Regions from separate parts of the Triticum aestivum genome. Here region 1 is linked to region 2. The links are chromatin contacts, called in public Hi-C maps. All regions are on one chromosome and are shown on one strand. Each heading gives the region's core, a stretch centred on a gene start, on an enhancer-like site or on the middle of the called end of the contact. The rest is flanking DNA. Distances are from core to core; before and after follow the strand shown.

The links. A called contact is a pair of places that touch in the nucleus more often than the background predicts.
Region 1: a contact with region 2 is called in a Hi-C map of leaf, with 3 times the contacts expected there. The contact joins two enhancer-like sites. A contact is called at or near these places in 2 of 5 Hi-C or Micro-C datasets (both in leaf).

Annotation. Positions count from the first base shown.
Region 1 is chr1B:671,035,377-671,038,129 of IWGSC CS RefSeq v2.1, reverse strand. No RefSeq gene overlaps it. Among protein-coding and RNA genes, the nearest start is that of LOC123099543, 37 kb to the left of the region's middle. Within about 2 kb of position 1,414, at least 1 of the 8 cell types and tissues checked has an H3K27ac peak or open chromatin away from gene starts, as enhancers often do. A contact at or near this core is called in leaf, where this site is marked.
Region 2 is chr1B:670,793,433-670,796,132 of IWGSC CS RefSeq v2.1, reverse strand. No RefSeq gene overlaps it. Among protein-coding and RNA genes, the nearest start is that of LOC123099532, 46 kb to the right of the region's middle. Within about 2 kb of position 1,327, at least 3 of the 8 cell types and tissues checked have an H3K27ac peak or open chromatin away from gene starts, as enhancers often do. A contact at or near this core is called in leaf, where this site is marked.

The sequences.
Region 1 (2,753 bases), core at 165-2,664, 240 kb before region 2:
AGCACCAAAATATAAGCACTTCTTCTTTGTTCTAGAATCTTCCTACTTGAATTGTCCAACAATTTTTCTTCTAAGTGAATTACCATTCCTTTTTTACGCTCTTTTATATTTTAACTCCCCCCAAAACAATTCTTCAAAAAGAATTACCATTCACTTTTACTTTATTATGTTTGTTTTTCAAGGCTATGCCAACACGTTCATAAATTTCATTTGTCTTTGAAGAAGCGATACTAGCCACCAAAAACTGCAATACGAGATACCTAGACAATATGTTCGATATATTTCACATGAGATTCATGTAGTATTATACATACAATCTTTGAATATTTTATATCTATAATATGATTTTCAATGGGATGAACTATGAGAATTAAATTTACATCTACGATGTGCATATATGACTCCAATCTTACATGTTTACGTGTTATAGTGTGGTATGTCTATATTTGTTCATATTTTGGCCATCTAAACTTCTAGGTGTACCTTACTAGTTTTCTTCGGTGAGAGATGAACTGGTTGTGTGTTAGTGTCGGACAGGCTGAGTGGCGTCCGTCCACCGGGGGAAAAGTATCCACGGCCTCTTCAATCTCAATCAATGCTTCCGTGCGTGCTTGGACTTCGATTTTTAAGTTGGACTTCACACTTGTCTGTCCGTATGATCGTCCTACAAACTCCTTGACTGCCCTACCTGCTTCTAGAACGCACAGGCCCACTTACTCATCGTCTCGCTTTTTATTAGTACTCCCTGTGCGTTCAGTGATTGGATAGTTAGAAGGACATATGCTTGCATTTATTCTTGCATTTATTTCAGCATTTCTGGTGATGTGCGTTAGTGGGAGGAGACGTTCATGTCGACTACGAGGTGCCTGCGGTGACTTTGTAAAATCTAAGATGATATGACGGCTCAATCTCTCGAAGATGCTCATTCGGGTAGGCTGTGTGTGCGTTCATAATGAGAGTATATTAAAATTAGTACAAAGTTGAGTCATCTATTTTGAAACGAGGAGAGTATATATGTGCGGCATCTGAACTGTGTTAAAAAAAATCATCAGTTGCTAAAAAAAAAAAACTCGGACAGCTCCCACCTCTTGCCCGCGGGGTCGCCACGTACGTGCCGGCCGAGACGACGCGCAGCGGCAGCGTGCACATTACTGACTGACTTAATTGTCGCGCCTGCTCGCAAAAACAGCTGCTAGTAATCACGGAGTAGCACATTGACGAGACGATCCATCGAGCAGCCCGGCGACGTGGCGTGGCACGGTCGCGATCGGCATCAGCATCGGCGTCCTTCGGCGCCAGCGTTTTCCCCGGTTTTGACCAAAGACACCATGCCGAGACCGACGTACGCCGAGCCACAGAGCGGCGGCAGCCGACCTCTCGGCCGCGCGCGCGACACCTGTGCCGCCGGTGCTGTTTTCATCGCCGCCTCGTCGTCTCGTCCGTCTCATCCCGAACGGTGAAGGCGGAGCCAAGGGGAGCCCATGTGAGCGCGCGTTGCGGTGGCGACTCGGTGTCGGGGCAAAAAGCGTTCTTTTGGCCGTGTCCGGCGCTGCTGCTGGCCCGACCGCGACGCGACGGCGACCCGGGGAGACGACTGCTTCGCTTGGCCACGGCGCGCGCGGGGGCGGTCGCCCGGACGGACACGTACGCGGGGCTCGACGGCGACGCCGCGCTGCGTCCCTGTCGATCGGTTTTGACTATGGCTTGCTGACAATCCCCGGCATGTGCAGAGCTCGAACCGAATTTGCTGTGTGTGTGTGAGATCGCCGCTCGATCGGTTCTGATTTTTCAGGCTTCTAGCATTCACCCTGCGTCGGACCATCTACTGAAGTTATCGATCGCTGAGTACATATTTGGTCAAGGGAAAAGACCACAACTCGATCGTCCAGTCCACCGATCCAGCAAGATGCAACGCTTGGAACTTGGAAGCTCTCGCGGCCCGCAAGTGGAATGGACAGTCGAGGAAGGAGCACATGCCGTTCCCTGTCAGTGACTCGGTGATGGCGCCGTGCTGATCCATCGTGCCGCCAAGTTGGCGACGTGGGTGGCATCCGGCCTGCGAAACGGCCTTTGATCAACGGGTGGCCTCAAATCTACGGACCTGTGCGTACTACAGAGCACAAACATACTATATAACAAACTTTAATGTCAGCAACACTCCAACTACAGGCCTGCAAGAGCAGAGTGGCGAGGGCCAGGAAGGGGTACAAAGCAGTCCCGTCCGTAACCGGAGGCCCAATACCCGAGTAACAGACCCTGACTGGGTTAGCGGCCCAACCACCAACAGGCAGAAGACTACTTAAGGCGCAGCAAGAGCTCCGCTAGGGTTCATCCAGAGACGGACCAGAACTGGCGGCGGCGGCTTTCTTTTCCCCTCTTTCCCAACTTCCTTCTTATTCGGCTCTGAGAGCTTGTAACCCGAACCCAATCTTGTACTTGAGTGAGATTTCCACCAGTAGATGCTATCAATTGGTATCTAGAGCCATTTTTCCACCACATCCGCTGCAGATCTGGCCCTGATTTTTCGCTCCATCATCGAGACAAGGAGGGAGAAGCAGAAGAGACTTGCCATGGACGATGAGGCGAAGAAGTTCATGAGGGAACTGATGGGGGAATTCTGCTCCGACATCAAAGGGTCGATTGGCGATCTCAGCGCCAAGGTCGACGCCATCCAAGCCTGGAAACCCGAGCTCGCGGCCCGCGTCTCCGACCTGCAGGAGGCGGTGGATGCGCTTCAGAAGGCGGCGCCGACG
Region 2 (2,700 bases), core at 78-2,577:
TACTTTTTTTCAGAACTCGCAATTGTTTGATATTTTGGAAATCCGAAATTAATTTTGAGATAAAAAACCAAAACAGAAATAAAAAAGTAAAAAGAAATAAAACATAGGGGGCGCCATCAATCCGAAATTTATTTTTAGGGAAAAACAAAATAGAAATAAAAAAAAGATATAGAAAACAGGGGGCGCCACGACCCGCACATGGGCTGGCCCATTACTGCGCTTGGTAAAAAGAAAGAGAAAAAGCGTGAGAACCAGGGATCGAACCCTGGTCTCCTATGTGGAGCATCATTGACTCAGCCATCGCGCTGCTCAAGTATTGGTGCTATTATATCGTATCCACCTTTAATAACAGAACCCTGGAGCGATATTAGAAATTAAAAACGAATCGTTTTTGCCACTTACGGGTGGCATTGGTGGGTAATTATTGCCAACTTCGAGGGTTGTTTTTATGACGTACCACCAGAAGCGATGCGTGGTTTATTAGTAGGTAAAGATAAAGATAAAGAGGTAGAGATTATTATTAGGTAGAGATATAGGAAAAGAAATATGAGATACACGGTGTGGAGGCGTGAATATAGGTAGTGCCATGTCAGTGTCCGCGGGCGTGCCGGGCCTTCGCGGATGTAGAGGGCCGCATTTGCCAAGTCCGGCTATACATCCTCTAAATACTGTATATATGCACATTAGGTGTGCTCATGTCAGGTGTTTTTAGACAGCAGCACACAGCTCAATCATTGAGCTCGCGGCCAGCTCCCGCCGGGGACGCCACGTGCTACGTCCCGGCCGACGCGACGCGCAGCGGCAGCGTGCACATCACTGACTGGCTTTATTGTCGCGCCTGCTCTCAACAAACTGCCGCTAGTAATCACGGAAGAGCACATCGACGGGACGATCCATCGAGCAGCCCGGCGACGTGGCGTGGCAAGGTCGCGATCGGCATCGGCATCGGCGTCCATCGGCGCCAGCGTTTTCCCCCGGTTTTGACCAAAGACACCATTCCGAGACCGACGTACGCCGAGGCCGAGCCACAGAGCGGCAGGAGCCGACCTCTCGGCCGCTCGGCTGACACCTGTGACCTTGTGTCGCCGGTGGTTCCATCATCGCCTCGTCGCGTCTGTCTCGTCCGATCTGGTAAATGCGGCCCAAGGGGAGCCATGTGAGTGAGGGGTGCTGGTGACCGGCGACTCGTTGTCGCGAAGGGAAAAAGCGTTCTTTTGGCCTTCCCCGGCGCCGTGCTGGCCCGACGGCAACGACTGCTTCGTTGTTCGCGGTGCCCCGGACGGACACGTACGCGAGTCTCGACGGCGACGCCCCGCTGCGCCCTGTCGATCGGCTTTGACCGCCTTGAACTACCACTACTGCTAATCTCCGGCATAGAACTCTCGTGGGACGTCCTGTGCTGATCCATCGTGCCGCCAAGTTGGCGACGTGGGTGGCATCCGACCTACCAAACGGGGCGAACGCACGGCCTCGCATCAACGGGTGGCCAGGCCTGGCCACACCAAAGCATGGCTTAAAGAGCATGAGTGCATGACTTCACCGGAAACTGTACATAAATGATCGGCACGCTTGAATAGTCAGGGGCTAAAGTACTCCCTCCTTTTCTAAACATAAGTTTTTTAGAGATTTCACTACGAAGCACACACGGATGTATATAAATGCATTTTAGAGTCTAAACTCACTCATCATGCTTATGTAGTCTATAGTGAAATCTCTACAAATACTTATATTTATGAACGGATAGAGTAGCTAGTAGGAGCTTGACCATTTTTTTTTTGAAAAAGGGGTATAACCCCGACCTCTGCATCAGAACGATGCATACGGCCACCTTTATTATTATAAAGAAATAGGTTCAACAAAAGTCATGAAGTCTGAAATAAACGAACCACAAAAAGACTCAAGAAGAGCGGAATGATAAAAGAAAAGCCACAACCGGCAGACACAAAAAAAAAATAGAAAAACTAATTGCCTATCATATTACACGACCATCATGCAAACCGATTGAATATAGCCCGAGCTACCATCAAAATACGACCTTAACCATGCCGAGCTGCCGACCACCCGTCAAAGAATTCCAGACATGATCGCTGCTAAGCACGAAAAGACTCGGCACTCGATCGCTGCATCACAGGGAAGCAAGAGAGCATTGCGTGGCCGTGACCGATCGCCTTCGCCTTCGTTTGACTCTCCTCTCGCGGTTGCTGTAGAGGCTGCCTTTTGGGTTTCAATGCTGCTCCATTCACTTTTTTTTTTGCGAATAAATGCTGCTCCATTCACTGATCACTCTGACTTTGGGGCTGTTGATTACAACGAGAGAGCGTCACGAGCATCAAATGAGAGTGTTGCATCTTGGCTCACAGAGTCACTGACCCACCAAACCCCTTTTTTTTGTTACTTCTGAATTTTTTATTTTTTTAGAAAAGGAGGGTGACCCCCGGCCTCTGCATCTCGGAGATGCATGCAGCCATTTTATTAATTACTCACGAAGGCCCTACAAAGTAATATTAGAGTTGACTGAAATCAAACTTCGTAAAGTTTGACCAAGTTTGTAAAAAAAATATAGACATTTATCATAATAAATCTATACGATGTGAAAATACATTCAACAATAAATCTAATGTTGTTGATTTGTTATTGTATATCTTAATATTTTTGTTTATAAACTTGGTCAAAGTTTGTAAAGCTTGACTTTGACCAAAG